Linked DNA regions of Mus musculus: regions 1, 2, 3, 4, 5 and 7 are each linked to region 6. The links are chromatin contacts, called in public Hi-C, HiCAR-type and HiChIP or PLAC-seq maps. All regions are on one chromosome and are shown on one strand. Each heading gives the region's core, a stretch centred on a gene start, on an enhancer-like site or on the middle of the called end of the contact. The rest is flanking DNA. Distances are from core to core; before and after follow the strand shown. Region 1 overlaps Zbtb20 (zinc finger and BTB domain containing 20). Region 2 overlaps Zbtb20 (zinc finger and BTB domain containing 20). Region 3 overlaps Zbtb20 (zinc finger and BTB domain containing 20). Region 4 overlaps Zbtb20 (zinc finger and BTB domain containing 20). Region 5 overlaps Zbtb20 (zinc finger and BTB domain containing 20). Region 6 overlaps Zbtb20 (zinc finger and BTB domain containing 20). Region 7 overlaps Zdhhc23 (zinc finger, DHHC domain containing 23).

The links. A called contact is a pair of places that touch in the nucleus more often than the background predicts. HiCAR-type assays count read pairs that join an accessible place to other places. HiChIP or PLAC-seq counts read pairs in DNA pulled down with a chosen protein or histone mark.
Region 1: a contact with region 6 is called in an H3K27ac HiChIP or PLAC-seq map of stem cell-derived neural progenitor cells, with 3 times the contacts expected there. The contact joins two enhancer-like sites. A contact is called at or near these places in 2 of 39 promoter capture datasets (hippocampal neurons and neural stem cells) and 1 of 115 datasets of contacts at active chromatin or transcription factors (stem cell-derived neural progenitor cells).
Region 2: a contact with region 6 is called in a Hi-C map of cortical neurons, with 2.4 times the contacts expected there. The contact joins two enhancer-like sites. A contact is called at or near these places in 4 of 484 Hi-C or Micro-C datasets (adipose-derived mesenchymal stem cells, cerebellum, cortical neurons and 1 more).
Region 3: a contact with region 6 is called in a Hi-C map of uterus, with 3 times the contacts expected there. The contact joins two enhancer-like sites. A contact is called at or near these places in 5 of 484 Hi-C or Micro-C datasets (Sertoli cells, muscle stem cells and uterus) and 1 of 115 datasets of contacts at active chromatin or transcription factors (cardiomyocytes).
Region 4: a Hi-C map of muscle stem cells shows a contact between it and region 6, with 2.4 times the contacts expected there. The contact joins two enhancer-like sites. A contact is called at or near these places in 4 of 484 Hi-C or Micro-C datasets (liver, muscle stem cells and myocytes) and 2 of 115 datasets of contacts at active chromatin or transcription factors (fibro-adipogenic progenitors and heart atrium).
Region 5: a contact with region 6 is called in a Hi-C map of liver, with 3 times the contacts expected there. The contact joins two enhancer-like sites. A contact is called at or near these places in 3 of 484 Hi-C or Micro-C datasets (Sertoli cells, liver and uterus) and 1 of 115 datasets of contacts at active chromatin or transcription factors (fibro-adipogenic progenitors).
Region 7: a contact with region 6 is called in a HiCAR-type map of astrocytes, with 2.2 times the contacts expected there. The contact joins two enhancer-like sites. A contact is called at or near these places in 2 of 39 promoter capture datasets (cranial neural crest and hippocampal neurons) and 2 of 115 datasets of contacts at active chromatin or transcription factors (astrocytes and embryonic forebrain).

The regions. Positions count from the first base shown.
Region 1 is chr16:43,129,184-43,132,014 of GRCm38.p6, forward strand. All of the region lies in intron 2 of Zbtb20 (zinc finger and BTB domain containing 20), which reads left to right. Among named protein-coding and RNA genes, the nearest start is that of Gm25873, 4.4 kb to the left of the region's middle. Within about 2 kb of position 1,553, at least 73 of the 459 cell types and tissues checked have an H3K27ac peak or open chromatin away from gene starts, as enhancers often do. A contact at or near this core is called in neural stem cells and stem cell-derived neural progenitor cells, where this site is marked.
Region 2 is chr16:43,192,671-43,195,685 of GRCm38.p6, forward strand. All of the region lies in intron 2 of Zbtb20 (zinc finger and BTB domain containing 20), which reads left to right. Among named protein-coding and RNA genes, the nearest start is that of Gm25873, 68 kb to the left of the region's middle. Within about 2 kb of position 1,536, at least 17 of the 459 cell types and tissues checked have an H3K27ac peak or open chromatin away from gene starts, as enhancers often do. A contact at or near this core is called in cortical neurons, where this site is marked.
Region 3 is chr16:43,302,134-43,305,203 of GRCm38.p6, forward strand. It overlaps Zbtb20 (zinc finger and BTB domain containing 20), which reads left to right. Exons shown (of 11, transcript NM_001285805.1): 4 at 436-482. Among named protein-coding and RNA genes, the nearest start is that of Gm9968, 60 kb to the right of the region's middle. Within about 2 kb of position 1,253, at least 77 of the 459 cell types and tissues checked have an H3K27ac peak or open chromatin away from gene starts, as enhancers often do. A contact at or near this core is called in muscle stem cells and uterus, where this site is marked.
Region 4 is chr16:43,251,600-43,254,533 of GRCm38.p6, forward strand. The region is part of intron 3 of Zbtb20 (zinc finger and BTB domain containing 20); the gene reads left to right. Among named protein-coding and RNA genes, the nearest start is that of Gm9968, 110 kb to the right of the region's middle. Within about 2 kb of position 1,637, at least 63 of the 459 cell types and tissues checked have an H3K27ac peak or open chromatin away from gene starts, as enhancers often do. A contact at or near this core is called in muscle stem cells, where this site is marked.
Region 5 is chr16:43,220,766-43,223,929 of GRCm38.p6, forward strand. The region is part of intron 2 of Zbtb20 (zinc finger and BTB domain containing 20); the gene reads left to right. Among named protein-coding and RNA genes, the nearest start is that of Gm25873, 96 kb to the left of the region's middle. Within about 2 kb of position 1,901, at least 39 of the 459 cell types and tissues checked have an H3K27ac peak or open chromatin away from gene starts, as enhancers often do. A contact at or near this core is called in liver and uterus, where this site is marked.
Region 6 is chr16:43,572,256-43,575,480 of GRCm38.p6, forward strand. All of the region lies in intron 7 of Zbtb20 (zinc finger and BTB domain containing 20), which reads left to right. Among named protein-coding and RNA genes, the nearest start is that of Mir568, 67 kb to the right of the region's middle. Within about 2 kb of position 1,881, at least 195 of the 459 cell types and tissues checked have an H3K27ac peak or open chromatin away from gene starts, as enhancers often do. A contact at or near this core is called in astrocytes, cortical neurons, liver and 4 more, where this site is marked.
Region 7 is chr16:43,964,910-43,968,007 of GRCm38.p6, forward strand. It overlaps Zdhhc23 (zinc finger, DHHC domain containing 23), which reads right to left. Exons shown (of 5, transcript NM_001007460.2): 5 at 128-3,098. Among named protein-coding and RNA genes, the nearest start is that of Zdhhc23, 13 kb to the right of the region's middle. Within about 2 kb of position 1,327, at least 60 of the 459 cell types and tissues checked have an H3K27ac peak or open chromatin away from gene starts, as enhancers often do. A contact at or near this core is called in astrocytes, where this site is marked.

The sequences.
Region 1 (2,831 bases), core at 303-2,802, 440 kb before region 6:
GAAGAACATAATCTATAACCTAGAGATAACTACTGTCTTTGAAAACTACCATAGTGTGAAATATAAAATTATACTTTTACTTAATGATAAACATTGTCTTCTTTGAGTGGCACTTAAAATTGAGAAAATATTTAAAACCGACCATACTTGTATAACTCAGCATATTTATGTTAGCTATAATTAAGAAATAAAGAACAAGCCATACAGTAGTGGCTCACACCTTCAATCCCAGCACTGGTGTGTCAGTGATAGGTGGATTTCTGAGTTCAAGGCCAGCATGGGCTACAGAGTAAGACCCAGGATAGCCAGGGTTACACAAAGAAACCCTGTCTTGAAAAACAAAACAAAATAAAGCAAAACAAACAAACAAAAAGAACAAATAACAAAAATTAGTTTATACAGTCATGAGTAAGATAAGTGGTTTGCCTTTATTTTCAATTTTAGAAGCATTTTGGTTATATCTAATCATGGTTAAGGATAAAATATGTCCAAGATATTGTTTATGTTCAAAATATTGAACTAGTTTCTTTGTAGTCAGTTTTATTTTGAATATATAAACAGTTGTATAGAAATAAATTATATAAAGTTTCAAAGATTGCTTAAGTTGAATATGCAGGACAAAACCTCAGGGTCTTATACTTAAAGGGAATATTGATTTATGTTAAATTTTAAAGGAATTGATTAGATTATCCATGTTGCCTGGTTAACACAGCAGTCTTGTGCTCTTGCCACAGATTGCCTTTAAAAAAACGCAGTGAGGGTTTTCCTAGGGAGCCAGTGCCTCTGAGTTCTTATGACACATGTATTTTTTTAACATCAAATTTAATATTTTGACAACATATGAACCACATGCGAGTACTTTGTCTACAGGTTTTCTGTTGGGCAGGTGCCATCTGTGGTTGTGAAGCCAAGTGTTCTTCTGGGGCAGAATAATCGAATCAGAGTTAATGGGGTGACCATCTAAGCAGGGCTCTTTGTCATTAAGGTCCACTCTTGTGATAGTAGCACATTATCCCACTGATTGGATTTGTAGGAAGGCATCCACCTGTGGCCCATGTTGGCAGACAAGAGACTGACTGCAGAGGCAGCCCCGGCGAAGGAGAAGCAGGGGGTAGCTGTCCTGGGCAGCAGAGGCTTTGGCTGGAAAGCCACACTTGCAGGATGGCTTAAGCAATACAAGTAGGTGCGTGACTCCCATGGTATTTGGTTCATGTAGGTCCCAAAATAAAGCAACCAAAAGCAGAGGGTTAGATTCTGTGGCATTGGAAAGGAAGGATTTATCTTGAACAAGTGAAAAGCAAAAGCCTGGGGAGACCCACAGCCAGCTGATGAGACAAGATTTAAGCACATGGAGCCCTTTACCTCCATCTCAGGGATGATTTTCTGTTTGGATGAGAGCTATTGTAAGAATTTCCATGTCTGTTGGGGGCACTGAAGTTCTCACAGACTATGGTAAACACAATTTGGCTCACACGCTCTCATAATCAGGCTGACTTGCAGTGAAACAGAGAGTGCTCTATAGCTGTGCCAGGCCTCTAGCAGTACCAACTGTTAAATAATAAACAGGCCCTGTTTGTTGGCAGCCTCTTCCCCTCCTGCCAACACGGAGTGCCCATTTTCTGGGTTTACCTGCCCGCATGTGTTCAGACACTCAGAACAGTGTGTGTGTTGTGTGAGGCAGTGATGGCGTGAACAAATCAGTCTACATCTAATCTGCTTAGTTTATTATTCCCTCAGGACATCGGGTAAGCTAGCAGACATGCAGGGCTTGGGCAGCACAAACAATGGCCGTGCTGTTGTTCTAGATAATGTTACAGGCTTTGAAGAGGGCACTAGCTAATTGTTTTTCTTACGTTTATTTTCTCTTCCTGTTCTTTTTGTATTGGTTTGGTGGAGTATGGATTAGGGAAAATGAGAATGAATCTGCCAATGAGATACTTTACCTCAGGAAGTTAGAAAGTATCTGGGCTGGTTATGTTATTTCACTGGCAAGATGTCTTTGTTTAATGTGCATTGAGTAGTGAGTCATTCTGGAAGTACTTTCTCAAGTCCCACAAGGTACAGATAACCCCAGAGAAGATGCCCACACTTGGCTCAGTGGGTGTGTCACACTATAACTAAAGCATCAAAGTCCATGGTGAGGTCAGACTTCTTCCCTATACCATCACTAAGTGCTATGGAAGGGCAGTGTAAGTAAGATCCAGTTGGAAGCAGTATCCACCTAGTCTCCTTCATGCTCCAACCACCACCTCCCTTTCTCTGAAGGAAAGATTCCTACATGTCCTCTATACAGTCACTGTGATGTTCTTCTCCCAGGAAAAGTCCCTTGATAATGTTAGTTTTACAATGCTGCTTTGGCCAAATGAATTTCATATGTTTCACAGATGTAGTGCTCAAAAATAGACTCTTAAAATTCCCACACCCTCTTCAACCCCAGCAAAGCCACGATGCTCATCGCTAGGAGTAAGCTTTGTATGTTTAGGCCTAAGTGACACATTTAAGTGGAGTTCCTAAGCAGCATGAAGGGTAACTATGAAGCAAAAGATATTCATTCATTCATTCATTTCCCCCCCCCCCAACCGCCTTTCTTCTTTCTCATAAGTTAAGTGAAAAGAAAGACCTTAACTTTCTTCTAATGGCAATATCATTATGAAAAATAGCCTTTGTTAGACGTTTCTATTATAATCCATTTGTTTAAAATTGTCATTCACATTCCCTTGTAATGATGGTTCCCACATGATGAAGCTCTTCGTTGATTGGGAGAGCAAAACCATTTGCTTGCATGAAATGAAATTTCATTCTCAGATCACTAAATACGGGCTACACTGTGG
Region 2 (3,015 bases), core at 286-2,785, 380 kb before region 6:
AAGCCCAAAGTTGTGGGATACAATTGAGAACTGAATGTTTGGACTCTTAATTTGAAGATTAAAGGTTTTTTTTTTAAGCAGACATTTAAACCAGGATGTCTCAGTCATAATTTTCAACCCTTATGACCTTCCCATGTTACATTGGTGACAGGATGGTACACAAAGTACAGTATGATGTGCAGTGGGGCACAGGCAGCCCCTAATGCAGTGCGGTAGGCATTTTGCAGTTTGTGTTGCTAACTCAATTGGTTTACCTCTAATTTGCAGCCTTGCCCCATAAGTAAATCATCTGAAACCACCTATTAGTGTTTTTCTAATTTCTCTCAGTCATAATTTTCCTTTAACCTGTATATTCAATCCATCGATATCCCCATATTGACCTATGATTGTAATGGTTTCCCTACTCTTTGGGTTGTGAAGTTCTTCTTTGGGATGTTTCTTTTTCCTCTAAATTGCTTGTATTGTAAATAAATTCACTGTAGGAAATGTCTACCGATACCACAATGCAGCCCTTTACATGGAGGGAGATTTGTTTTTTTTTTTTTTCAGAATTACCTTTGTTTCATCTCTAGATCCTTTTATTTTCATTAAGAATCCCAGGGAAAAGGTTTTTTTTTTCCCTCTCTCTTGCTCGCTCTCTCTTTCTTTCTTTTTCCCCCTTAACAGGGATAAAAAAGCTCCGCTTGACTGATAATGCATTGCTTTGGATGGGGAAACATTATGAAAGTTTAATTTTTAATTAAATCTGAAATACCAATTATAACTGAAAGAGATTTTAACCTGTTTCTTTTCAGACTGCCTGAAGTTACATTTTGAGACTGAAATCACTGCACCTTAAAAACAAAAGATTGGGCTGCACTGTGTTCCTGTAAGTGGGAGCGTCCTTTACCTTCCTCTGGGTTTTCTGTGACCAATCCACAAAGAGACAAAACCACTGCTATCATAGTAACCAGTCGAGAGGGAACATCTGAATGTCCCCAAAGAAATATATCCTTAAATGATTTCCTTTTTAAAAAAAGTTATTGAGCTCAATATTTCAGGGTGGCTTTTATTCCCTCGAAATTATGAAACCTTTCTTTTGGCAGGTTTGAATTTCATTAGGGAGGGTGTCGCCCACTGTGCATCAGCACGGTGGCATAAATCCTGTGTGGAAAGATGTGTGCATTCTTAAACCAGACTCTTAAGAGGTAAATGAATTCTTTTGAATCAAAGTAAATTTCAGTTTCTTTGGTGATGTCACTCGGAATTTTTAGCCTTTGTGTCAATGGAAATGGAAAGTTCCTGATGACATCACAGGATTCTATAGCCTGAAGATTTGGGGCAAACCTAAGTAAAAATGCATAATTCCCTTGTGTGCGTGTGTTCCCCATTCTGCTATGAAACAGTCAAAATAGCACATCTTATGTCTTCCCGTGAGCTACAAGGCTGTCTCTCAGAGTCCCATTGTTCCATAAATGCATGTCAGAGTCTACCACAGTCTGCTCTACCCTTATTTAGCTGCTGTTTTGTCAATGTACTTGGAAGAACAATTAACATTTGGGATTTCAGTGTCTGAATAACAGGCAGTGAATAGAACTGGAGCCAATAAAAGATTCAGATGCCCAGGGTAGGAAACACAAGCTTATAGTTGGTGGGAGAGAGAAAGAAAAGCATTTTAGTGCTGCATTCAGGGTGAGAAATAGTATGAGGAAAGAGGCTTTACATGTATTGGATCAAAATAAACATTTTTGTAATAAAGTCAGGTTTCTTGGGCCTCCTAAGTTTGGCAGTGTGGTATTTTCTGTCAGTCTTAAGCATCAGTCTTCTGTGGAAGTGCCGAATGTGGTGTCCTTACGGTGTCCTGGTTTCTGCCATGCAGGTCCTCCCAGAGGGCCAGACCATTCCTCCATTTCACTTCACTTCCTTCGCTACAGTCTTTGATTAGTGTCTGAAGTCAGACCTAGGGGTTAACATGTCTGCATCCTTTGTCTGATGACTCTTAAGTTCTTTTTTATTTGTTTTGTTTTGCTTTTGAGAGAAATGGAACCGAGGGCACCTTGGCATCTTGGTTTTGTTGCCGATCCAGACTGAAACATAAGTAATGGTTGCTAATTTTGTTATAATTACAACAGTTCAAGCCTCTAGACAGTAAGGTTTCAAAAAGTAAGGCCATTCACTTTTTAATCCCCAATATTTATCAGTGTAATGGGTAAATACACATAAAAAGCTATGTTCTCAGTATGATTAAAAACATTTTAAAAAGTGAGAAATCTGAGATTACTTACAGTAAAGAGGTATCTGGTAAAGTTTCTGGCACTTAGGAAAGGGATAATGAAGAAAATCATTTGCTATAGACTCTGCTTCTATTCATAGCAGACAAGGTGCCAGCCTCCTGTTCTTTTCTTTCCTTGCTTATACTTACTTTCCTGACTCAAAAGAGAAGTACTTATTCATATATATCCATTTTGTCTGTGGCATAATCTTCAGGTGTTTTCTATGTAAAGTCTGCATTATTTTTCATATACTAGAATTGGCTTCAAAGGTAAAACCACCCGGATGGAGAGAAATTGGCCTTGCCCATCTCTCCTGGTGGCTTTATGGTAGACTGTGTTTGAAGTGAAGCAAGTAGCATCGTGGATGCTGGTTTTCGAAGTGTCTTGCAAAATTGCTGAGCAGATACTCTTTCCATTGAGTCAGACATCAAAACCAGTTCTCAACACCATAAGATCACAATATTCTTTAGAACTCAGACTATCATAAAACATAACAGCAGCAAAAAATGTGAAGGAAGGAAGGAAGGAAGGGAGGGAAGGAGGGAGGGAGGGAGGGAGGGAGGGAGGGAGGGAGGGAAGTAGGGAGGGAGGGAAGGCATCTCAATTGAAATCAGTAAGCTGAGGCACAGGTAATGCGTTCAGGTGTGGAAACCATATTGACTCCCAATGGAGATCATTCTTAAGCATGTCTCCCTGACAGAGACCAACCCCTGATGTGAAGGCTGAATGGTTTCATCTAAAAGCAGTGTACACAATGCTTTAT
Region 3 (3,070 bases), core at 3-2,502, 270 kb before region 6:
AGCAAACAGCCCAAAGCAAGGAGAGACCAGTTTGCTTATATTTATAAAATGTTTAATGAAAAGTACAGTAAAATTCAAACAGAACTACAAATCCTTGTAGTGACCAAAAGTTTGATTATTTTTTAAGCAGATCACAATAATTAACTATGAAACTGAACTTTCTCTACACAGAGTGTATTGTATAAAGGGTTAGCAGATCATTTATTACTGGCTGCATCTGGTTAGTGATCATCAAGTTAAATATTCAGGCACTCACCAAGTCACCAGTCAGTAGGGTCTAATTGTGATTTCATTCCCAAAGGAACCGTCTTTTACTTTCTACGATCAAGCCAGGGTCCCAGGGGAGGGACAAGTGTATTCTTTTCTGTGATTAGCATATTGTCATATATTAGGTGAAACACATACCAAGACTTATGGTATCCTTTTCCATTTCAGACTCTTTTATCATCAGCAATTGAATATTTCACACAACTTGCTGGCTGGTAAGTAAGATTTCATTGTCTCTCAATTGCAGGCCAGAATTTTGAAGTCCAAAGAAATAAAGTGTATTCATATCAAGTTTAGCAACTCCAGACAAACAAGAAGTAAATCTAGGGGCTGTAGTGAATTTACCACCACAAGATTAAATTTGAACAGAATGTATTTTGATACTGATAAGATATAAAAGAATAAGAATCAATATCACAATATTGGTAAACATTTTGAATGACTTTAGTAGACATGGGGGGAAAAACTAAAGGACTTGTTTGGAGGTCTTTCTGGAAATAAATTTTTCTATAGAGACAGAAACAGAATAAGGTGAAGATAGCGCCTGATGCTCCCTGTGGAGAATGCAGTCATTTTGACATTAGGAAAACACACAGGAAGTCTTTCAAACATACTTTTTGTCTCTTTGAATTTCTGGTTTATATTATATAATCTTTTGTAAATCTGAAATGTATTTGCCTCTTTTGAATCTTAAAAACAGACATAGCCACACTTGCATATATCCCCAAGAAGAAAAGGGAGCGGCCTGTGGAGCTACAGATAAACATGTCTGTTACTGGAAATTAATAGTGCCAAGATAATGCAAACACAGGTTTAGAGTTTGGCTGCTTGTCTTCTGGTGAGACTATGTGAAGTTTCTAGAAGGGTAGTGTAGCATTGTGTCCTTGAACAGTCTTGGTAGTAGGTGCCTGGAGGAGAGCAAGGCAGGATGGGAAGGTAGGAGACAGCCAGAAAGAGCTGAGTTTGCTAGAGGCTGGCAGGCTGTAAACTGTAATGACAAATGTGCTCCAGAGGGAGGGGGAGGGAAGGAACACCTCGCTTGGCTTCTGGCTCTCTTCTGCCTGGCACTCTAGTCCTGTTTAGTCATAAACAGCAGAGTCATCCAAACCTTTAAAGTTACACTCTTGACTGCACTTCATATGAATGTGCAGTAAATGAAGAAAATCATCTCTTAGGGTGAGACAGAGCTTTCTGTGGGGAATTTCCATGCTCCCTGCACATGATCCATAGTTGTCACCGTTACTGTTTCTAATTCTGTCACCACTCTATCTCTGTCCCTGAGCGTGTCCTGCTTGCCACCGAAGGCCATGGCTTTAGGACTGTTATTCTTTCTCCCGTCCCCAGCCCCGACTCCCTGCTTTACTTGTTTTGCTACCCAAGGTAAACCTGCTCTGAGTGGGAGCCCAGAGGCACAATGAACAGGCCTACTTGGTAACTTTAACTTGTTCTCTCTTAGCATTACTCACAAAATGATATCAGCACAGAAAAGCCACAATTCCACACTATGGCTGACTTGCAAAAGAAGCAGATTCCTCCCCAGTGTTTTCTGTTTCTGTGATCAGATGAAGTATAAGTTGATGGGCTTGGCCTTTGGGTGTATCCGCTTTCAGGCACGAAGATACAGGGCGGAGGGAAGGAGTGGGCAGTGCTGTGTGCTTGCATTTCTCTGTTTTAGTACATGGAAACCTTCTAGAGGAGGGAGCACATCTTGTCTAGTAATGAACAATTATTTATTTCATTTAAAAATGATACTTGTTCATTAAAAATAATTTGGAAAAATACATAGGAGTAAAATGAAGAAAAATTAAAATAATTATATCTATAATTTAAATCTAACCATTAATACCTATTTGATACATTTTCTAACTCTCATTTTCTTCTGAGGACATAGTTTTCGAATATGCTGTGCTTGGAATTCCTCTGTAATTTTTTTGTTCCTTTTTTAAAAATTTAACTTAAGAATTTTTCATTTAGTTACAAAGTCTTTATAGACATTCTAAATAAATAAATTCTATTCCTATAATCAAAATGCCCACAAAAGCATTATATTTTACTTTTTCCATTTCTATAGTCCCTTGCATATGAACAATGTGTGAATCAGTCTGTAAATAATGGATAAATGATTGAAAGTTCAAATGAAGTATATATTTTAAGATGATTTTTCAAAATTTTCAAATCCATGAATGTAGGCAGATTACGGTAATGAACTCCTGTGCATTCATCATCTGGCTCATTCACTGCTTAACCTGTGGCCTGTCAGTTTCCCACTGTATTGCCTTGTTATTTTGAAAAACTCAGATATCATGACAGTTAATTAATTAGCCAATATTTCTGGTTCATTAGGATGCTTTTACATGTTGATGTTTTTAAAAGTTTCAGAAAAGCAATTCTCATCATTATATGGAACACTGTTTCTCTTCTTCGTGTCTTGGCCTCATGTCTTCTCATATGTAGCAACTGACTGGAAATATCTCAGCAGCTTGTGCCATAGCACCCTCAGGCACATGTGCTAGCCAAAGGACAGTGGGGTTGGAGAAGAGACCACTCTAACGTTAGATAGGCTTCTGAGACAAACGGTTTTCTTTGGGATCTTTTTGCTTAACTCAATTTTAGGATGATAACTTGCACAGCAGACTTATACAGTATCACTTATCTTTATCATTGAACATATCAATGTATTATATGCAATTGTTCATCTGAAGTAAAAGAAAAAGTTCATCCTCCGACCACGTAGAACTCTAAACTGCTTTAAGCCATTACTATATAGAGCAAAGCAAAGTACTTAAACCTAACTTAGTGCTCC
Region 4 (2,934 bases), core at 387-2,886, 320 kb before region 6:
CTTTCAATCATTTTACTTAATAAGTTTAACAGTTGAATCATTTTTTATAAAAGAAAAACCATGTATTTCTTGAAGTAACATGTTTTTGGATGGACTGAAAAGAATCATTTGCGTATGCAATAAAAAATACACATGGTTCCATTTTCCTTGACTCATACCACAGTATGTACTAGTCAAGTCACATGCCTAAATTTGGGGAATTTTATAGCACCGTGTCACTAAGTTTTGGGCATATAAAATACTATTTGCCTGGCTTTTAAGTTTGTGGATCTTACATGGGGCCTGGCATGGAGATAGGAAGGACATTTTTTTTCCATTGAGCTTTTACTCTGTTTTGAAAGGAAAAGTTGAAACAGAGTCCCTACTGAGTTTTTCACATGTTTCATGGTGGTAACCATAGGAAATAGGGAAACAGGAAATTGTTGGACAGAAGGAAGCCAAGGAGTCCATCTCAGCCTGTCCTCACCTTTTAGATACCATTTGGGCTTGATAAAAATTATTTTTATCTAGGAACAGATTTAATGCTTTATGTTTCCATAATCTTATTCAAAACAGTAGAGAAAATAGTACTGCTGATTATGTAAATAATTGTATTCTAAACAGAACTCAGTTCTTATGTTCTGAAGGAACTGATGGAAACATTCCTTCAGATGCCAATAGATAGAATCGTGGAAGTCTGCATTTGTAGAAGTCCATTTGGGGTATTTAGAGGAATTCTCAAAGGTTGTCATAATATATGTACTATACATGTGTGTGTGTGTGTGTGTGTGTGTGTGTGTGTGTGTATGTATGTATGTATGTATGTATATTCCAGATATGAGGAAAAATTCTTATTGTACAAAAATATCTGGGCATAGAATGATGATATTGTTAAATTTAGGTCACACGCATCTTCACACACAAATGTTCTTCATCCTGCTCACCTTTCTACTTCTTGACCTATTCAGCAAAACTGAATTCTCACTCACTGTCCATATTCAGAAGTGCTGTATCATGAAAATTAAAGTGCTTATCAAGCACAGTGATGTTCTTCCCTGCAAATGGAAACACACATTTTCTTGACTGTTTAAAGTACGCATGCATTCATTTGTTTGTGTCCTACCTATAGGGAGCATGTTGTGAATACCCTGACCAGGTAAAGCTCTATTAAAAGTCTTATCATCTCAAGACCATTGTGCTCATTACTGTAGTTTCTATTTTCTTTCATATGCTGAACATGTTATAAAAGCTATACTAAAGATATGACTTCCTATTCTTGTTTTATTTAATTGGTGAAATACAGATACCAAGTAGTAGTCATGGCGTTGTCTACACGTGGATACACAGCTCTTCTTTTCTTCTATCTAGAGTAGCATGTTGCTTTGAAAGGATTTGTACAATCCCACAATAATAAATTAAAAACAAACAAGCAACCTCTAACCAGATCATAAAGACTGCTTCTGATGACTGGCCAATAGCATCGCTCTTCCCATTCTTAGCTGAACCACACCAGTTGTTTAATCTTAGATTTTTCACATTGCACAGTTAGCTTTTTTCACAGTACAGTTTTGAAAGATGAGCACTGTATACATAACCATGATAAAATGCCTCCTGGATACAGAGCCTTTAAAGTGAGTGTGTGCCCAGAGGCAGGGAGGGGGAGGTCTGCTCGAGGTTGAAAAGCACAGTGATGTGTCAGAATGCTTGTGTTCTGACTCATACTGACACCGAGTGACTTGTCACTCAGGGATTTCACCAGTTCCCACATCTGACTCAGTGACAGTTTACAACAGTCTGAATTTCAATAATTATCCAAGTAATTAAAGTCAGAAACATTTTGGAAATGTTCAATATTGTATTACAATTTTAAACTGTAAATAATAGGTTTCTCATGAGATAGAGGGCCATTTTTGTTATGTTAAGTTCTCTTCTTCCAAGTGCTGGCATCTAAATTAACCAGAGTCTGGTCTAAGGGCCCAGTAATAGTTCATGATAGTTAAACTAATAAAAGAAATGGGAGATACTTAGAGAAGTATGTAATTTGATGAAATTTGTATTCCTTGGATTCTCTAATGTTTGACACAGGATGAGTTGAAAGCATTTTTTTTTTTTTTTTTTTTTTTTGACAATGGAAAGCTCTTGTGGGCTAGACAAGTTTTTCTGTAAAAGTGTAGTACTCAACTTAATTGTGCCAGGAGCGTATGCAGCCTGGAAGGACAGACACATCAGTGCAGACTCCCCGTTGACAGTGGCTCCTAGCGGGGCCTGAGGGTCCTCTTTAGAATGAGCCCCACTAGTGATTTGCTAGCCCATGTTCTAGAAACTCTCTCTGAAGTTTCTGGCAGTCAGTCAGTGCTCTAGCTTTTAGGATATGTGGTTCCTTGTTATGTGCAGAGTTAAAGAGATTACGTAATGTTCTATTCTATAAAGCACCACAGACAGAACATTTTATTTTTTCAGTATCTTTGGACTTTTCTGTTTGTTCCTAAATTTGCATGTTTTAGCTTAGGAAAGAATACAAATAGATCTGTTTTGTCAGAATTTTTACTTAATTGGCACTATAGGATCTATCAGACCAGGGAATCTTTTACAAATTTTGGGTTTTTTTTTTCTTTTTTATGCATATGTCCAGATGTCTACACAAAGCTAAAATGAATTGAAAGAAATAGCAGTTCTATTTAATGTAGTTAACACAGTTTTGTCATGCAAGGGCAACGACATCTGCTCTAACCTCTCACAAATACTCAAGTCCATAAGGATAAACAAGAAACATCCCCGTTACTGAGAAAGTTTTATTTTTTAAAAGACAACCTCTTTCTCTATTCCACATACTCAATTCCCTTGTCATTTTACATTATAAATAAATAACAAACCAATTTGGCACATGCCCACCGATTAAAAATAAAAGTTGTCAGAAATGAGAAGGGAAAGACAAAAATATGAATTATTAATTAT
Region 5 (3,164 bases), core at 651-3,150, 350 kb before region 6:
TAGAAAATTCAGGAAAACATCTCCAAGGAAAAAATCCTCAGTCTCTTATTTTTTAACCATACAAAATGGTATTTATAGATCCAAGGATTAAGGTTTATGCATTTTGGAATAGAAATGTTCAAATGTTAGCATCAAGGTTTACATGTTTTGGAATAAGAATCTTCCAACTACCTCATCATCTTTGCCTGTGCATCCACCCCTAACCCTAACTAGCCTAACTAGCATCTTTCACTGTTCCTGTAGGTCAGGTGAAGAGATAGGTGGGAAAACCTAATGGGGAAGGGGAGGCTGACAGGAGGGGGGGGACTGACTTTGATGTTTGCACCTTGTTATTTTTAAAACTGAACCAGTTAAGCACAGGGCATGACTTTAAGACTTTCAGAATTAGATAAAGCTAGCTCCTTGATCAATGCTCTGAAGATTTTTTTTTCACATGGTTACTTGACCCTGATTCTCATAATTCTCATTTTAATCATGAAGATATCTAAAGAGACTCAAACTCAGTTCTGTGTTCCTCAGTCTTAACCTTCTTTCATTGCTGCTGAAGGCGAGGAGAACACAATGGCTAAGTCATAGCTGTCAGGTCTCTGTCACACTGCATTCAGGAAACCTGGGTGCTGTTACAACTGTTTTTGAGTATTTATTCTTACGATACAGAATGAGGAGGGATACTGCAGAAAGGTGGCTATGGGGAAAACATCTGGAAGAAATCACATTTCCAGGATCAAAGGGCTCCTTGTGCAGCCCAGAGGGTCCTCCGAGTGCTCCTCAGAGCAAACAAACAATTCTCTGGATGAGTCACTGAATTTTTTTTTTCTGCCAAAAGCCCACATGTGTTGCAAGAGCTCAAGGAAAAGGGGTGGAGAAAGGAGAGAAAATGAAGTTAAAGGAGGCACAAAAAATGACTTTAAAAACCTATATATGAATAAGAAAAATCGTAGCATGATTATAATCTTTTCATATATGTGGCATTCTCAACATTATACCACTTATATTGCCCTAGCCTAGAGTAAAATTATGTATAGTCAAAATATATTGAAAATCACAAAAAGAAAATGTAGCAAAGGGTGGTGGAGGAGACTACAAGACTTTGAAACAACATATCTCTAGTGCATGAAAATTGGCAACCGAGAGTGGCCCACACCCTAGCCAGTGGCATTTTACTGAGGAAAGAAAAGTTACTTATGAATCAGTACAGCCATGCTTTGTTCTGCATGAGTGTTTTAATAGAGCGAGTGTAATATAAGGATCAGGTGGGCTCATGGGAATGGAACAAAAGGTTTTGTAAAATTAAAGCAAAATAATTATAGCTCTAGGTGCAAAGCGAGAATACTCCAGCAGTTGATAGCAAGGACCTGCTCAGAGCGGGAGGGGGGCACACTGGAAGGTTTTCTTTTTTTCTTTCTTTCTTTCTTTTTTTTTTTATTCACTAACAAAGGCTTTTAATAGGTAACAGTTGTAAAGCATCTTTGAAAGTAATTAATGCACCCACACAAAAATTTATTAAAATGAAAATTTAAGGAATTGTCTAAAATGAATTAATTAACAAAAAAAGAACATCATGCCTTTCTTATTTTTTAAAGAAGGAGAGAAGGTTAAGCAGAGCAGATTTTTGTGAGATTGCATTTTAAAATGTTCTTGGTTTATTTAGTATCTGAATAGCCCTTAAAGAGAGAGTTGGCGGGCTTTGTTATCCTCTCCCTTTAGAAACACTAACTGGGACCTGGCATCAAATGGCGATTAATTTGCCCCACATGAGCTTCACCGCCCCTCAAAATGATGGCATCTGTTTACAAACAGTCCAAAGTTTAGGAAGTTTGCAGAGACCTGTAGTAAGCCGAATAGGCCATCCAGAGGCACAGATGGGTTTGTGCTGTTGCTCACCTGGCCTTTCCCCAGCCTCCTATGCCAATACTACTCTGCTTCCCGTGGCCCTGTAGAAGCTGAGGGCAAATATGTGAGGTCCAGGGTTGGTCAGTCTTACCAGAGACACTTCCTAGCCAGCAGGGAGAGCATTGACTGCCCTGATCCTATTTCCCTGAGAACCCTGGCCAGTTGCACTTGCTCTCCACCCTGCTTCTTTTGCATTTGTTCCCTTCTGAGATACAATTACAAAGGAAAGTATGTGCGGCCCACAGAAGCCTTTACTCTTTGCTGGGAAAATGATTCCTAGCTGATTTCAAAATCTTCCACTTTCAGAATGTTGCTGGTGGCTATACCTCAAAAACTTTAGGTCTGAACTTGAGTGAATCTCTGAGGATAAGGAATTTCAAACCTTCCATGCTGCAAGTGCTTGGATACGACAGCCTTTCTTACAATAGTGTCTTATTCTATTAATGCAGTATTCTAGTGTTTTCCTTGAAAAAAGTATTTCTGAACGTCAATTCAGGGAAAATATCATATGTAAGGAAGGGTGGTGTGAAGACAGCCTTCATGAGATAACATGACTATTACACAGGCTTCATAATGATAATAGCACACTGTGTTTACTATGATTACGTATGATGTGCAGATATTTAATAGAATTACCTTTCCCTTCAGCAGGTTTTAAATGTCTCTTATCAAGCCTTTGTTAATATTGGGCTGTCAACAGATTATGTTTATTTTTTTTCGAGACATTGAATTTAGTGCTTATGACTAATAGAGCAAGGCACTGAAAGTGTCTTTGCTTATGAAAAAAAACAGGCAAAATTATAAAGTCCAGGTAAAGGACACTGAACCTCATGGTCTGTCCATAAGCCTAGTCGAACTCCATTTTCTCTGGAATATGATTTAAAAACAAGTGAAATAAAAAAAATGGTATGGGGCTAGATAGATTGCTCAACTCATTAGATCTGTGGCTACTCTTGCAGAAGAACACAGTTCGATTCCCGGCACCCACATGGCAGCTCAGACTGTCTATAAAAACAGTTTTAAGGGGTTTGATCCCTTCTGACGTGCCAGACTGTGGCATGGTGAACAAACACAAGCAGAAAAAGACACATAAAATAGAAAAATGTACAAATAAATACCTATATATTTTTCTGTTGTTGCCAAGAGGAATTATGATCAACTTAGCAGCTTACAACACTCTATTATTTCACTGTTCTCCAGGAGTTTAGCTTGGCTTTCACCAGTTTCTTTGTTGTAGGTTTCATAAGGTTGTAATAAAGGCCTGATCTGGT
Region 6 (3,225 bases), core at 631-3,130:
CATGTCTTGAAAGGCTGAATGGTAAGAAGGCGCGATAACCCAGAGTCCCGTAGGTGGTGTCCATGAATAGCCACAGTGTTGTTCAGGCTCATGGCCCGCCGCAGCTTGCTTGACCCTCAGCTCCAAGGGACTGTCCACACAGCTACAGCAATGACAGGCATGTGAACAGAAGGGGGCAGTTAACATTCCTTCTCCATTGATGGCAGTTAGCCCCTGAACCAGATATTCAAAATACTGCTAAGATGAAGATCTTACTTATATAGCTAACATGAACACCACAGGACTAATATTTTTCAAAAAGCCCCATTCTCCAGCACTTGGTTCTGGACCAGCACTGTGCTAAACACAACCTGGCTCGTCTCCTTTATTCTTAATCACAGCCCATAGCTGGAAGGCATTGCTGTTCCCATTTTACAGATAGGGAAGATAAGGCCTCAAAGATGCAAAATAACCTGCCTCGGGCACAAGGCTGCTAGCTAGTGGAGCTCAGTTTTCCTAAATTCCCCTCCCTAGGTGGGAGTGTCGGTGGCTTTTTCCTTCGTCCCTCTCCGTCTGTCCGCAGACACTCTACAGTTAAACAGCAGAGTAAGTAAGGAAATGGTTCCGACTCCAGAAAGGCCAAGAAAGGCATCACTGATCTCAATTATCTTGATCCCGCGACTGCGTAATTATTTATCAAAGGGAGGTTCTGACTAATTCTTTCCTCTCCAGCCAGGCTGATTAGTGGAAAGCATAATCTGCAGCAGAGGGTGGGAGCCCAGTGGAAGGAGAGAATTGGAGGAGAGAGGGAGAAAGATGGAAGAGAGCACTCGCCTCTCAACAGACCCTGGAGACTGATAAGAGCTCGCATGGATAAAATATTTATTTTTCCATATGTTGCAGAAAGCACTTCTGCCACTGTATGTGTGCAATATGTGCGAAGGAGTGTGAACTGTATACATCCAACACCACCGATCTGCCTTGTTCCCGTGCATTTAACAGGCTTAATACCTAACAGCGCATCCATATGTTTTAATGCATATTTCTCTGCAAAAACAATATGGTCTAGTTTGGGACGAGCCAGCAGCCTCCACAGCCTCACTCACTGCTATGTTTCAGCCCTCAACTTACTGCCGGGGCCAGCACAGGGAGAGTTAAAGACCAGAAGGTTCTGCCGGCCAGCTCAGCTGCCCTTCACCTTAAACGCCTTCCTGGTTCTTAAAGCAGCCTTTTTCTCATAACAAAAATGTTCACAGTGGGGAGATGAAAATGTTTTTGTTCTTTGGACAATTGGGACATGTTCAGTCAGAATGTCAGAACTGACCGTTGAAAGGCGGGTGCCTGCGGCCACACTTCTCTCTCTCTCTCTCTCTCTCTCTCTCTCTCTCTCTCTCTCTCTCTCTCTCTTTGAATGCAGAGCTGCACCAGTGTGGCGGGAGGAAGTGCACAATGATTGGCCTGTTTTTCTGTAGAAGTGTTCAGGGTACACCCAGTTTTGCTTTGCATATATTTGCGAAACATCTGCCCTTTTCTTGTTCTGAAGTCTCTCTCCCTCACGGCCCCTTTCTCCTCTCCCCCGGGTTTTTTCTTTGTTGTTGTTGTTGGCTTCTCTGACTTCTACGTAGAAGTTTTCATTTTCTGGTTGAGGGACAACCTCATCAGAGTGTATAGTTGAGAGAGAGAGAGAGAGAGAGAGAGAGAGAGAGAGAGAGAGAGAGAGACAGAGAGAGAGAGAGACAGAGAGAGAGACAGAGAGAGAGAGAGACAGAGAGAGAGAGACAGAGAGAGAGACAGAGAGAGAGAGAGAGAGAGAGAGAGAGAGAGAATATGAATATGCACAGCAGGCGGGGAGAGAACAAACTTGAAAGAGACTGAGAGGCCAGGCCAGAGAGAGCTTGGCACACCAGCCTTTGGCATGGTGACCAGGAGGAAGGTTCTGGTAGTTTAGGCTCTAAAATACTGCCTGGAGTCAGCCAGTGTGCTGCTGCCCTCTACAGGCGCCAGGGGATAGTGCAAACTACTTAGACTTGTACAGACATGTCCTCAGATGTGCCATGTTTATACAATCCCCTTTATGCAACCAAAGAAGGCATTTTCAGTTAATTACAAGAGAGTTTGCTCTTTCCTCCTTAATAAACCACAAACTGAAAAAAAAATTGGTCATAGAACAGCACCTGTGCATGTCAGACAGACTGCTGTTTTGTGTTAACGCTTCTTGGCTTCAGAAAAAGGAATCCCAGAGAATTATAAAAGAGGTTGGAATGGGAGAGGAAGTGCTCCAACGGACAGTGTGCAGGGCTCTGGTCTGTGACGTTGGAGCACTGCCGTGGTAAGAGGAGAAGTGAACTGGCAGGAAGCAAGGAAGGGAAGGGGCCAGGCAGGTTGGGTTTGAATGTGTTCTACTCGCTGAGGTGGCTACAATGTCCCTGGGCCATGGACAGCCACCAAAGGTGGTCCTGGACATAGGTGGGGCACAGAAAATCAGGCATGCATCAAACTCTAATTCAGGACAAGAAGTAAGGGCATAAGCCGTGCAATTTCTCCAGAGTTAGACCTCATGGGTGGCTTGGCAGTACACTGGTGCAAGAGTGTGCTCTTAATTCCATGAACCACATGTCAAAAGCTAGCTGAGGCCTTGTCTGTAAACATAGAGACCATTTTTTTTTCTGCTACATAATGATGGCCATTGGTGTTTTGTCCCTATATTTAGGTGACTTACAAGGACCAGCCACTCTTACTAAAGACTCTTCTTGTAATCAATGAAAAAGCAACCAATCCAGGTTGATTCCCCTGCCGCATAAAATGAGGAAGCTTAATTGAGATTCAAACTAGGACTGGTCTCCAAGTATATTTAAATTTCAGCTCTATTTAATTCTGTCAGCAAACAGTTCGCAAGTGGCTGCTGTGTATATGGTTCACAGTATGGAATTATGGAATAGGCAGTAACCCCAGGAGGACAGGACCAAGATTGCTCAGCCTCTGTGGCACATCACAGCCACTTAGTCTCTGTACCGAGAGTGTGGATGGGGGAGTGGGGGAGGGGAGCAGAAAGGCGGAGTAAAGAAAGGGATGAACACCAGAAATGGGACAACTGCTAAGACACTCCCCTTCCACAGAAAGCCCATTCTCTCTGAGAGCCAATAGCACGGAACTGTTAGTGAAATAAAGAGTTAGTGAGTAAGGCAGGAATCCTGCAACCACTGAGGGATCTCAGAGTGATGCAGAGAGGAGCCATCCTGTCTGAAA
Region 7 (3,098 bases), core at 77-2,576, 390 kb after region 6:
GAAAAGAGGAAGATGAAGTGTAGGGTCTGTAAAGGCCACCGGACGGGGATGACAATGAGGTAGTCAGGAGGCCCCACAGCTCAGAGCAAAACACTTTCAGGACACACCAACAACCACAGACAGTTTTCATAAAAGAAAGCACTTTATTTTCCTTTTAAACAATGTGGTCACATTATTTTGCACAAAAGGCAGGAGTTTGTAAAATTCCAGTTTTAAAGGCTAAGATGTAGACAAAGGGACAAAAAGAGTAGAGCCCAGCCCTCAGCCTCAGCTTGGCTTCGGGAATCCTACTTCATGTTGTAGGCCATCCATATCAAATACTGAATTTAATATTAAAGTCATTCCCAGGATTCACTTACTCTACCATCAGACACAGAAATCGGATCACGAAAAGGCCCCAAAGACATCACACGTCATCCAATCACCCAGACTCTGGCACAAGCTTGAGTTGGCTGCTCTGACATGGCATCTTGTCAGTGGCTCTGCCTGAAAGGCTTTCGTTTGTACCATTAGAGCAGACTAGCTCTGGGTTTGAAGCTTTGCCTTTTAAGTAGGGGTTTTTAAAGGTGAAACGCGACACCAGGACATCTCCACTACTTAGAAGTCTCAAGCCCAATGTGGCGAGAGCCATGTGCTCTGCTCACCATTCAGCCTGCTGTTCCTACAGTGGAATGCTCAGAGCCAGCTCACAGCAACAGGACTCAGTCTGGCCGCTGCTTCTGGACAGTTCCATGAATCTCAGCAAACACTCACAAGAACACACTGAGTTTCATTTGGTGTTCAGTTTAGTCAGCATGGCTTTCATTCCCACCACACGGCCTCTGCGTGTTTAACATGAAACAGTTCACCTGCAAAGTTACGCTGAGCAAACCAGGCTTCAAGCAGCACAACTCGAACCCGCTGCTTGTTTGAGAAGTGTCCTTTTCGAAAGGCAGGGTACCAAAATATGGCTAACGGGAAGTTCCGTCACAGAAATCTACTCGGCTAGTTTAAAGCAACGAGTGAGTGCGTGGAGCATTGCTTTTATTAGACGTCATGGTTAAAGCTGTGCTTCTACAAGTTTTCACTTCTGTCAATTGAGCTTAATAATAAAAGCTGATGTCCTACCCAAAAGAAGGAAGTCAGGCAGGCAGATATCAGTATTACATAGACTCTTACTGGAATTGTGTTTTCTGGCAGTGGGAAGTTCTTGAATACAAAGTTTTCTTTTGCTAAAAATATTAGAGTACCAAGGAGTATTGCGTAAGAGAGCAAGCTTACAGCAGTTGCCTTCCAGGCAGGCGGTACAGTGGACAACAAACAGTCAGTGCATTCATCAGAGGAAAATGCCACTGGGAGAGCAGAGATTTACAATATCCTAGCAACTATGTGGTTGAGGGAGCAGACAGCATTGTCCCCAAAACACATTTAAGGCTTCATTTTAGCAGTGTCAGAGTGGCTTGCCGACGAGGCAGTGAGGGTGACCTACACAGTACTTTGTAAGCTCCTAAAACACTTTTCTACCAAGGAAGGAATTCCTCCTTCCTTCCAGTCTTCATCCCTAGTGTTTGCCCTTGAGTTTTTCAGAAGCAAGCTCTGTCTTCTTTCCTGGGAATATACATGACAGTATGGCAGTAACATAAAGGATGGGAACAGGGAGGGATCTTTATGAAGCTTAGATGTAGGACAAGAGGACCTGCTTATCTGGAGTCACTTTGGTGGGGAGTTCTTGCTCCCATGGTCAAGGGACTGCTAGCTTATCCACGGATGCTTGGGACAACCCACTCACAAAGGGCTTGCCTTTTTGAAGACTCCAAGTGAAAAAAATCTACTGTCTGGAGAATGCCAGAATCCCACAAACATCTTAAGATCATAAAGCACAAAGGTCTGATTGTAGACTGTCTCTTAGAAACCAACTGCAAAAAGCTGCGTGCACAGTTCCCATTTCCCCTCTACGGAGCAACAAGGCCAAGGCAAATTTAAGGTCTCACAAATTATCTCTGATCTTTGGAATCCCAGAAACAGTACATGTGTAAAAAACAAACGAATGAGCGGACTGAGCCCTTTACAGGTTTGAGCTTCGTTCTGCAAACCGTCAAAGTTCTCCAGAAACGTCAGCTTTGGAGGCTAGAGAGATGGCTCAGCAGTTAGGAGCACGTGCTGCTCTTCCAGAGGACCAAGTTCAGTTCTCAGTGCCCAGGATAGCTGACTCATGGCTGCTTATAACTCCAGCTCCAGGGGAGGTTTTCTGGCCTCCCCTATACACACACACACACACACACACACACACACACACACACACACGCAAAATAAAATCTAAAAAGAAAAGTCCCAGCTTCTTAATTCCTGTGAGCCACAAAGCCAACAAGGAATCCCTGTCCATTTGAGGGAAACTGAGTGGCCTCATTCATGTGACCCTTGAGTGGCAAGCTCAAGAGGCAGCAGGCACATGGACTGACTATCCGATTTCTGTAAATTTTCTCAGCAGTTAGACATTCAAAGTTGGCTATGTACCTGGCATTCAAGAGACATGAAAACTACCAATTTCTGCCCACATACGCTGTCTTTGACATTACTACCATCTCTCTTACCTAAAACCCACAACGACAGAAAATAGTTGTATCCACGCCAACTCTCATTCTAAATGAATGTCTGAATCTAGACCAGGGACAGGCATTGCCGTAGAAACTGCAGTCAGCAAACATCCCCAAGCTCGCTCTGGCTTACCCAGTGGAATATGGAGTCTATTGTTTATTAAACAATAGCTATCTGGGGAGATCAATGACAAGCCTGAATGAAAATGTGGTACCTGTCTTCAGGAGAGCCCTGGTTAATGGCAAGTCTCAGGGTGGCACGCGGCGCTAAGGGCAGACTAACTCAAGAGGCGGGGCATTTCCTCAGTGTGTACAAGCAGGCACAGAACAGCAACCAACAAGAAACCCACAAAGTACTGTTTCTCCTCTATGAAGCAACAAGGCCAAGGCAAATTTAAGGTCTCACAGATTATCTTTGGGATCCCGAAACAGTACAAGTGTAAAAGACAAATGCTTTCAAGATGGAGTTTTCCTCCTGTTTCTATGGCAGAATGAGGGCCCAATCTGCAGACTTCTCCAAGTTTC